Linked DNA regions of Sus scrofa: region 1 is linked to region 2. Evidence: chromatin contacts called from public Hi-C data. All regions are on one chromosome and are shown on one strand. The core of a region is the stretch at or near the end of the contact, and the rest is flanking DNA. Distances in the headings are between cores, read along the strand shown.

Region 1 (5,585 bases), core at 1,671-4,170, 300 kb after region 2:
AGCTACTTCTATCTAAAGAGAATCAGGGAGGGCTTGGTGGAAAATGTGCTGATTGTATTGGATCTTAAAAAAGGAGTAGGGTTTCAATGGGCAGAGATGGAGCAAAATTCAGCCATAACCTCCAAAGAAAAATTTTTACAACTCATGCCAATAGGATCAGTCCCAGTTTTGCTGATATAAGGTTATATTACTGATTTGAAATAGGTGGATATCATGTTGAAGTGATCCATAGCAATAGCACAATTCCAACCAAAGGCACGTGAACTGAGCCATATACAATCTGTAGAATTCCAAATATAAATATACTCAAATATTTGTTTAATCAGACTGCTAGCTGAACTGAAATTTTCTTAAAAGAGTCCAGTGAATCTCTTCAAATTAGAACTGAATATATGTGTGTTTTTTTGAATAAGACTTTATATTTTAGAACAGTTTTAGGCTCATAGTAAAATTAAAGGAAAGGCACAGAGATGTCTCAACTATTCCCTGTGCCCACACATACTTAGCCACCCCAACTGTCAACATCCTCCACGAAATGGTGCATTTGTTAAAACTGGTGAACAACTGACTGGCACATCATAATCACCCAAAGTCCATGGTTTACATTGCAGTTACTTTTTTTTTCTTTTATAAATATAACAAAATTAGGGCAATCAGCATGTTCTCAAAATCAAATCTGAGTTAAACCAAGATTTATTACATCTGGTTCATATCTGTGGTTATCAATAAAACACCAATTAGGTCACCAAAATTTGAACAATAAATTTTAAGTCTTAGTAAACTGAGGCTTTTACAACAACTATTTGACCATTTGGAGAGTTTTTGTTTAGAACAGTTCTCATCAAAGACAAAACACAGGCAGAAAGTTCCTAAGCTTAAATTCCTGGGTCAGCATTTAAATTACGTTCTTTCCTGTGACCAAATGGTTTGTTCAGACAATTCAGGGTGGATACAGAAATAGCTGGGGGAGGATATTTTTTTGCTGAGGATTAGTTAGTAATAATAATAACCAGATGCATCAAAATTTGCTGCATTGTAATAAATAAAGCTTGTCAAATGACTGCTGAGTTCATCCCAACTCCCAACGTACACTCTTCATGCACATGGCCCTTTCAGTAACCACGAGAAGCCGAAAGGCAGGGATCTGACGACTAAATGGCCCTTTTTCCATTGCTTTGATCCACCACCAACTTTATTTAGTCATCTCTGCTCTGAAAACCGAGTTCCTCTATAATTCTGAGGGTACATGATGGCTTGTTTTGGCACTAACTGTGGAGCTAAAACTCTGGGCTAGAGAAGCAGAAAGATTTAAGAGCCTCTCACCTCACAAACTTGAGTTTCAGGTTGGGGCAGTGACAACCTGTCAGAATCTCGTTTGTGGCACCCACACAAACCAAGCACATGGACAGCGGAAATGGCTAGAAAAATCCTCAGACCCTGGTTCTCTTGGTCATTAATTCCATTGATTATTTTGGTGTTTAAATGCTGAGACAGGCCCTGGTGCTAGCTCGAAATACAACTAGTCAACTCATATTTCCTTTGGCCTTTTAGAAAATGCAGATGTGCCCAAATCCTAAAAAACAGGTGAGTTTTTTTTTTTTTAAAGAAAAAAAGAAAAGAAAGATAGGAAAGGGAAAGAAGCAGGGAAGAAAAGTGTTCCAAACAAATGCAATGTTGATCTGCCTTTTATTAATTTCATTTTTTATCTTCTTGTGTACAGACGTTTGACAGCTGTGACATTCATGGGCAATGCATTTGAAAAAGAAGACATAAATATTCAGAGACATATTAGAATGCTGTTCAATGTAAGCACCTGTCTACTTAGTGTTGACAGAAAATCATTTACTTTGCTTTATGCATGTTCCCTCCAGAGACCACAGAGGTCCTATTTTATTTAAAGAGCTGGTCCCAGTATCAGTGCTTGCTCTTGAAACTGCAGTATATACAGCTAATTATATTTATTGAGGAAACAATTTTGTTTTATATTTTCAATAATACTTAAACAATTTTGTCAATCTTGACCTCAGAAACGATTTCTCTAAGGATTCCATTAACAAAAGACTTCATACAAGGTCTGATACCAATGTCCTTATACTACACTGTTTCCATAATCACCTAGAGAAGTTTTTCAAGTATAACTTTCATATAGGAGACATGCACAAGATAAAACTGCAAGGTCTCTGTGGGTTTTATAAAAAAAACATTACAGTCGATGAAATCTCTGCTAGTATCTGTATATTTGCATTTATTATTTATCATGCTTTGATTTATATACTCAAACAATATTAGTATTGCATAAAGCAATACATTATTAAAAGACACATGAATCATGACTTTCAAATCAGATATATCAAATTTGGTAAATCTCTGTTTCTTCTCTACTCTCGCCAAATCGCAAAAGTAATTTTGGAACTTAACTAGACTGAAACAGGTGGCCAAGCACAGAGAAAAGGATGAAAGAAAGAGCAACCTTTGCCAGAACGCTTAAGGTTGCTGTGGGAATCTCATGAGGTGGTTTTCATATGCATTTTTGAAACTTTCTGACTTGTTTCCAAGTGATTAAGACAGGCATACTTAATTATTCACCCAAAATGTAATTTCCCTTCCTATCTTTGGTAAAATGCCTATCTTGAATGTGTATGGTTTGCAACGGGTTAACGTTGTACTACAGAGAAGCCTCCTTTAGCTGAATCTCAGGTCAGAATTACAAACGTACCATATTATCAGAGATATAATGAAATACAGACCAACGTGAACAAAGCATAATTTTTTGGCTATGGCATTTCTCTCCATTTTAGTTTTACCTGACATGAGTGTGTAACGATGTTAGCTTGGCTGATGAGGTGGGGGTGGGGCTGAGGGGTGCGGTTATTGAGGCTCGGGGAAAGGCTTCACAGGCAAAGACAGAGCTCATCTTCCAAAACCTTACAATGCTGCCACCTACAGGCAAAAACTTTCAAAGCGGATCCCATCAATACTGTGTTTTTCGACCCTTAACAATGAAAAACACAGAAAATCCCCGTAGAAGACCAGAGCCCCAAGCTCAGAATCCCGCAAAGAGTTAAATAGCCAGGTGATATAAAAGCACAGGCCCTCTGGCTTAGATAGTTCAGTGCCGTTACATAATTTAATTAGGATCATCACACGGCAACCGAGGCTGTCTAGAGGAATTATGAGCCACAAGTTCAGATCACATGTGAATCCTTTTGCTCAATTAAAGCTAAGCAATTTTTAAGGTTTTTTTCCCTCTTTGCAGTATATGCAAAGAGCACTGAAGCGTGGCCTGCATATTTTTCACATTAAAATTATTACATAAAGCCTGTAGCATTTGAAATACTTATGGAAATCAAAATGTTACACTCTGACCTTGGGCATTTAAACTTCGTCATTTTTAAAGCTATTGTTGCCATGCTCTCCTTTGTTCTAAGAAAATCACTGTGGTTAGTTATAAAAGCTGAATGAATAATTACTGGGGAAAGAAAAGAAGTATGTAATAGTGCTGAAATGATTCTTGAGCCTACATTTAATTCTGTTTTGAAGTCCCAGAATCCTGACTAAAGGTATTATCCTACTTCTCTTTACCCTGCTGAGCCTACCAATAACATTCACCATATTCTCAGTCTACTCACCTTTATGTCAAGAAAAACTCTCCTAAAAGCTTGATGAGGGAAAAAACTTGGAGGAATCTCTATTTTCTGCAATAGGAAACAAAATATCTAGATTTGAAGGGCACACACAAACTGTTTGAATCATATTTTGTTTATTAGTTTCTTAGATGAGAGGTACACAAGATGCAAAAATAAGCCAATCCTTATTTTCACAAAATCTGAAAAGGTTGATTCTTCTTTTGCAACCAGATATTTGCAGGATTAACAACTTCTTTAAACACTAGTTGGATTTAGCTATAATAAGAATATAAATACAATAAGACATTCCTAAGGGGAATACAATTTTTAAAAATTTCCATATTTGCTACAATAAATGTTATGCCTAGAAATTTTATAGCTAACAGAAACACAGAAAATACTATACCCAGAGCTAGAAAACTGTTCCAGTACAAAGCAAGTCTGATATATTACCTCCCAAATACACAGCATATCCCTGGTAAAGTTGTAAATTATGGTTGCAAATGAGGCCACAAACAAAATTTTGCTCAAGGCATGAATCATAAATTCAAACAATAATCATCTCCTACATGAGACACAACTACTTTGTTTACTTCTTAGACCCTGTTTCCTAAACATGAAGATGAAAGTAGGTCAAGTAAATTGAGCATCTTTTTTCTCATGAAGCATGATTCAATATTGGGTGCACTGTCTTGTTTATAATTGCACAAACCTTTTAGATATTAAAAATATGTGTTTTCACAATGCTAGGTCCTTAAGCATATTGATGCTTTACCTCATGGTGACAGAGCATCATCAAACAATAAATGTTTACTAAGGAAAATCAAGTACTTCACAATAGCAACCTGCTATATGGAAGTTTGATGTGTTTTTCTTATAAAAAATAAAAAGATATTTATCTAATGTTCAATGGTATTTTTAATTTACTTGTTAGGTATAGCTTGCCATTGCATGCGCATACCTGAGGAGTCAAAATTTTTTCTCTTTTTACATTAGAATTGCTAAAAGCCTAATAATACACCAAAATCCTTTTTAAGAATAAACCTTAAGAAGGTTGTCCTTTAATTAAATCTGTTCAAATCATAGAAAGAATCATTAAGATAATTCACTTAAACACCAGTTCTAAAGATTACCTTGGAAGAGCATACTACTGTAAAATATTGGTTGGAATACCGATTTTTAATATTAACCTAACAATTATCTATTTATGAATAATAAGAATGGATAGTGGCATGCTTGGTCTTCTCTAAGGTACCTGGATTTGACAAACTTCCTATTCTTTCAGCAATGAATATTAATATAACAATAATGGAGTTCCCATCATAGTTCAGTGGAAACGAATCTGACTAGCATCCATGAGTACATAGGTTCGATCCCTCGCCTCACTCAGTAGGTTTAAGGATTCAGCTTTGCCATTAGCTGTGGTGTACATTGCAGACACAGCTGGGATCCTGCATTGCTGTGGCTGTGGTGCAGGCCAGCAGCTACAGCTCTGATTTGACCTCTAGCTTGGTAACTTCCATATGCTGTGGTGTGGCCCTAAAAAGGCAAATAATAATAATAACAATAACAATCATTATGTTCAGTTCAATATACTCAAAACTGTGCCATGTGCTTTATATTTATAGATTAGACTATCTCATTTCCTTTTTTGTTTTTTGTTTTTTGTTTTTTTTTTTGGCTGTGCCTGCGGCATGTAGAAACTCCAGAGCCAGGGATTGAACTTGAGCCACAGCAGTGACAATGCCAGATCCTTAACCCACTGAGCCAACAGGGAACTCCATAATTTTCACAGCAACTCTTTAAAGTAGGGGTGGTGTTTATATCTGTCTTATAGATTATGAAACAGAGGCTTACAGAGAAAAGTAAAATGCCTTTTCCATGCACCCTGAGCTAGGCACTGGGTGTTCAAAGATGGGCAAAGGGTAGCCTATCTCCTGAAGAAACTGATAATCCATT
Region 2 (5,589 bases), core at 1,760-4,259:
ATAGCAAAAAAAAGACACCACCAAAAAAAAAAAAAAAAACCCAAAAAACAAAAACAGTCCAATACTGTTCATGGATATAGATGCAAAAATTATCAACAAAGTGTTAGCCAAATCTAATAACACGTAAAAAAGATCACATACCACAAGCCAAATGGGACTCACCTCAAGTTCACAAGGATGGTTCAACATATGCGAATTAATGTGATACTCCACATAAACAAAAGACAAAACTGCATGATCATCTCACAATGCAGAAAAAGCATGTGACAAAATTCAACAACCATTCATGATAAAAACTCAAAGTGGGTATAGAGGGCCATATTTCAATATAATAAAAGCTATGACAAACCCACAGCCAATATAATACTCAATGGTGAAAAGCTAAAAGAATTCCTGCTAAAATCTGGAGCAAGACAAGGATACCCACATTTACCACTTCTATTCAACATAATATTGCAAGTCCTGGACACAGCAATCATTCAAGAGAAAGAAAAGGTATCCAAATTGGAAGAGAAGAGGTAAAACTGTCCTTACATGATGATAACATGATACTATATATATAAAACCTTAATGGATGGCCAAAAAGCGCAAGAAAAGATGTTCAACATCACTCATTATTAGAGAAATGCAAATCAAAACTACAATGGGATATCACCTCACCCTTGTCAGAATGTCCATTATCAAAAAGTCTAGAGACAATAAATGCAGGAGAGGGTATGGAGAAAAGGGAACGCTCCTACACTGTTGGTGGGAATGTAAACTGTTACAACTACTATGGAGAACAGTATGGAGTTTCCCTAAAAGACTAAATTAGAACTACCATATGATCCAGCAATCTCACTCTTGGGCATACATCAGGGAAAACCGTAACTCAAAAAGATGCATGCACCCAACATTCATTGCCTCACTGCTTATGGGAGCCAATACATGGAAGCAACCTAAAAGTCCATTGACAACAGAATGAATAAACAATATGGTCCATATGTACAATGGAATATTACTCAGCCATTAAAAAGAGAATGAAATAATGCCATTTGCAGCAACATGGATGGGACTAGAGATTATCATATTAAGTGAAGTAAGTCATACAGAGAAAGGCAAATATCATATGGTATTACTTATATGTGGAAAACTAAAAAATGATAAAAGCAAACTCATTTTCAAAACAAAAACAGACACATGGACTTCAAAAACAAACTTATGATTACCAAAGGGGAAAAGTGGAGGGAAGGGATAAGTTAAGAGCTTGGAATTAACATAAACATATGACTATATAAAAAACAGATAGTCAACAAGAACCTACTTTATCACAGGGGAACTCTACTCAATATTCTGTAATAACTATATGGGAAAAGAATCTGATGAAGAATGGAGATATATATATATATATAAATATATATATATATATAAAACTTAATCACTTTGCTGAACACTTGAAACTAACACAACATTGCAAATCAACTATATTCCAATATAAAATAAAAATTACATTAAAAAAAAGAAGTGGCCTTTGAAGTTTTGACTTTGAACACTATCCCAGGTACATTTCTCTGTTTCTCTTGGCTGGAAAATGTCAAGAGATGGAACAGCTACCTAGGGCCAGAGATGGAAGCCACATCCTGTCCATGGCAGAGTGAATCCAGCAGCCTGAGCACTACATTTCCTATGGAGACAGGGAACCCTCCAGCTCTGGACTGCTCATCTCCAAACTTAATGTGAGAGGAAAATAGGCTCCTAACTCCCTGTTCCACTCTATTGTTGAGTATATTTACAGCATCGTGATCTGTATTCTAACCAATATACTACAGCTGAAAAGAGAGAAGACATTTCATATGAATGTTATCATATACCAGAAAGTGTAGTAAATTAATGAACTGAGTCAACTTTCTTCTACATTTTGGAAGCAGAGGTGGGAGGAAAAATAATTCCACAATAACAAAATGGACGTGGTAATAAGAGATGACTTTAACATTAAGACTAATATAGCTTGCAAACAAATTGAAACAATATCTCAAGTGAAAAATGAAACCACATGTAAAAACAGACTGTACATGTAAGAACTTTGTGGATCATAAAGTAATAGTTACATAATAATTATTAATGATTAATAATTTATATTTATTTTACAGATATAATGATTATTATTACTCTTATTATAGCCTGTTCAGAGACCTAAACAGAACACGCTTCTGCTAGTATTTAAAATGTACTTTAAAATCAGAAAATGATATGTTTTAATTGTTGCATCTATTCATTCAATATATATTTGTGGACCACGTGCCAAAGAGCTTGACAATATATATCATAGAAGGTCCATGTAACAGTGATCCTACAAAAACTGAAATTTCATATTTGTTTGAATTCAAATATTCACAGAAGGTCCTAAAATAAATGTCACTAAAGAGCAAATTTCCAAATTGCACATTTGTTTTTCTGGGTTTATATGTATGGGATATACACATACAGAAAACTATACAGGAGAAATGACACTGCCTGAGTTGGCGGAATTTTTTTTTTTAATTGTAAGGAAACAATAAGATGAATGAGTGGTTTAAAGAACAGTTGAATGAGAGAAGGGTATTTCTCTGGGGTTGCATAAGATAGGAAACTCACATTTTTTCCTACTTGAAATCTGTGGGAAACATTTTTTATGTTGCATACCTCTTTGTATGTTTGGTTACGTAAGGGCCTGGTCTTCTCTTGAAGATAACCATTAAGCCTGTGAAATGTTCACTGATCTAAGCGGATGGGTCTGAGGGGAAGGGCTTGTCATCTGGGACAGCTTATCAGAAGAGGCTTGTTCTTCCCACCCCTCCTTCTTCCCATTTATTCCTAAACCAGGGAAAATTCCCCTGGGAGCATGGAGCCCTCAGTGGGAACATTGCGGAGACTCAAGAGATTAGAAACAGTTTGTAAATGAGCATTTAAAACATGAAAACACTCTTGTTTTTAAAGCCAATGAGTATAAAGTACCAGTGGGAGACGTGAGTTGACAGCTGGGACTCTTCATCCGTCTGGCCGAGGGATTCTGAGTCAATTGCTGATGGATGAAAAGTAGGACTGGGAGAACTCAGGCCTGTCAGAATCTGCTCAAAATTCCTGGGTTTGCCATTTCGAACCAAATTCAAACCTTCCAGAGCTTGAGATTAAAGAGAGTGTTTACAGAAAAATAAAAGAGGTTTGAAAATGCTTATTAAGAGGCATCTTAGAAATCTTTATAAAGCGTCATCTGTGATGATTTATATGCAAATGAATCCAAATGTGCTTGGCATACATTATGTAGGGTTTTCAGATTTGATCAAAATCTGGCTGATTACGGGGAAAGAAATACACACACTAGAGCCACCAGAGAGATTGAAGCAAGGACAGCTTGTCCAGTCCCACTTTGAAGCAAAGCAGGGATAAGAGGATGCATGAGTACATTTTATTCAGTCACCTAAGGACAACTTTTGCTTCCAGGGCGACAGTCTGAGTCCAGAGACAGCCTGAGAGGTTTCTTGAGCCTGAGGTACCCTCAGAGCTTCAGGTTTTATCAGAGAAATCTTGAGCAGGGATTTACACTATATGCAGAAGATTCCAGAAGGTAGAGTCTTATTCCAGTATTTCTTGGGGGTCTGCACTACTACTGTCAGGAGAGTCTAGGCTTCTCAGATGGTCTCTGATTGAAGTGACCTTTCTCAGTGGCAGGACCAGAACCCAGACCCTGGGCCTTTTGCTAATCATAGTCTGAGTCACTAGAGAGGTTTCCCAAGTTCAGGAAGTTGTCACAGAGTGAAGGATGTAGATAAATGCAAATAGAAAAAACTGCCACCAGGTCCTCATGCTGCCACAAGCATCAAACTCATGACAAGGTTATATAACAATCTAAAATAGGTCTCTTTGGAAAAGTTATGGAGCTTCTGAGTTACCTAATGCTAAGTGATTAACAGCACAGAAAATATGAATCCTAGAAATTGCATAAAACAGACATGTAAGGGAGTATGTGTTGCTTCATCGAATAGAATCATCTGCTTTTGTGCATTACCTAGCACAGCATCCACAGAGTATCAGGTAGTTATTTTCTAATTTTCCTAATTTTCTCCCTCAGTGTCTTCTAAAATCAGTAACTCCAGATCAAGACCAAAACTAGCACTGAAGGGAAATATGAAATGGGCACGAGTTTGCTTTGATGCCCATCACTTCCTCTTCCCACACACTTGTTCATGTCTGTCCTTTATACCAAGTCTCCTCCATTTCCAGGTGTAGTCCGTAGAATTAAAAAGAAGAGTTGATGAAGACAACCGCTAAGGTTTTTGTCCTCAAAAATTATTGCTATGTTTAAAAATAAGTAAATACTTATCAAATAATAATTTGGCTTAGTTTCTATAAATCTCTGGTTTACCCATTAGTATTTCATTGCATGAGTTTGGTTTTTAGTACACAACAGAATATTCCCTAAATTATTCAAATGAAGAGATTCTTATGAAAGCACTTTATGGAGGTGAAGACAGGGTCAAACGAACAAAGGAAGAATGGTGAGGAAGCCAGCAACAGAAGAAACCAGTAACACCCCTATGGCTGAAGTAGCAAATGGGAAAACAGTATTATTGGAGCTCAGAGAGAGCTGGAGTCATCGAGGGAGATGGCAGTCACTAGAGGTGTGATGCCAAAGCAGGCAGGGAGCAGGAAGAAATACCCCAGATGTTTTCTCATGCTGATATTTCCCATTGGCTGATCTCAGCCAGAAGCCAGAGAGCCTAGTGACTGATGCAGTCCATTGGGGTCAGCCAACTGGGGCATCGAGAAGGCCACAGGATACAGAATGGGGTGGTACATGGGTAGAAGGTAGAAAAAAAATCAGCACATTAATTTTCTTTTTCCTACACCATGATGAGGATGTTCTGTTCTAACAGCCCTAAATTCCACAGTGTTTCTAAGTCATTCCAAATTCTGGTTATAGGAATTGAGATGAGCTCAGTTTCAACATCTCATTAGTATTAAAAAATTTCCTGTTTTTTTTTTTTTGTTGTTGTTGTTCTTTTCTATTCATCTTCTCAACAATCCAATCTTCTTAAATTACTACACAATTGAGTTATTCTCTTATTCTAAAACCCAGCTCAAAGGGCATCACTTTCATCATGATTTTCTCAGTTGCCCAAGGCACAAAGGAGGCCTTCCTGTTGTTGAGTTCTTATAATACACTGTCTAAGCCACTTAGATGATATATATCACATGCCTTCTAGAACCCCAGAAAATTAAATACATGTTTTCCTCCTCTATCAGATCAAATCTTCTTGAAAGCTAGCATGGTTTCTTGGATATATCCATATCCTTCACTAGGTTACTGTTATCACTTGCTCTCTTTCTATGTAATAATCACACCTTAAACACTTACTAGAGGTATTGACTTATGAATAAATAGCCCCTCCATCTTTCCCTTTTTTGCTTGACAGCTCCGTTTTATCTATAATTGTCAGTTTAAATAGCACTCCTTCAAGGAAACTTTCCTTTGACCTTTGACTCCTCCTGGGAACCCCAAGCTTTGGCTAATGTGGCACTTAACATAGTTGTACAGTTTACAAATGGTAGTGCCATGGTTCAAATTAAGTT

What was found. A called contact is a pair of places that touch in the nucleus more often than the background predicts.
Region 1: a Hi-C map of heart right ventricle shows a contact between it and region 2, with 4 times the contacts expected there. The contact joins two enhancer-like sites. A contact is called at or near these places in 2 of 47 Hi-C or Micro-C datasets (embryonic fibroblasts and heart right ventricle).

What each region holds. Positions count from the first base shown.
Region 1 is chr1:135,361,516-135,367,100 of Sscrofa11.1, forward strand. No RefSeq gene overlaps it. Among named protein-coding and RNA genes, the nearest start is that of DPH6, 210 kb to the right of the region's middle. Within about 2 kb of position 2,921, at least 8 of the 83 cell types and tissues checked have an H3K27ac peak or open chromatin away from gene starts, as enhancers often do.
Region 2 is chr1:135,063,617-135,069,205 of Sscrofa11.1, forward strand. No RefSeq gene overlaps it. Among named protein-coding and RNA genes, the nearest start is that of DPH6, 510 kb to the right of the region's middle. Within about 2 kb of position 3,010, at least 3 of the 83 cell types and tissues checked have an H3K27ac peak or open chromatin away from gene starts, as enhancers often do.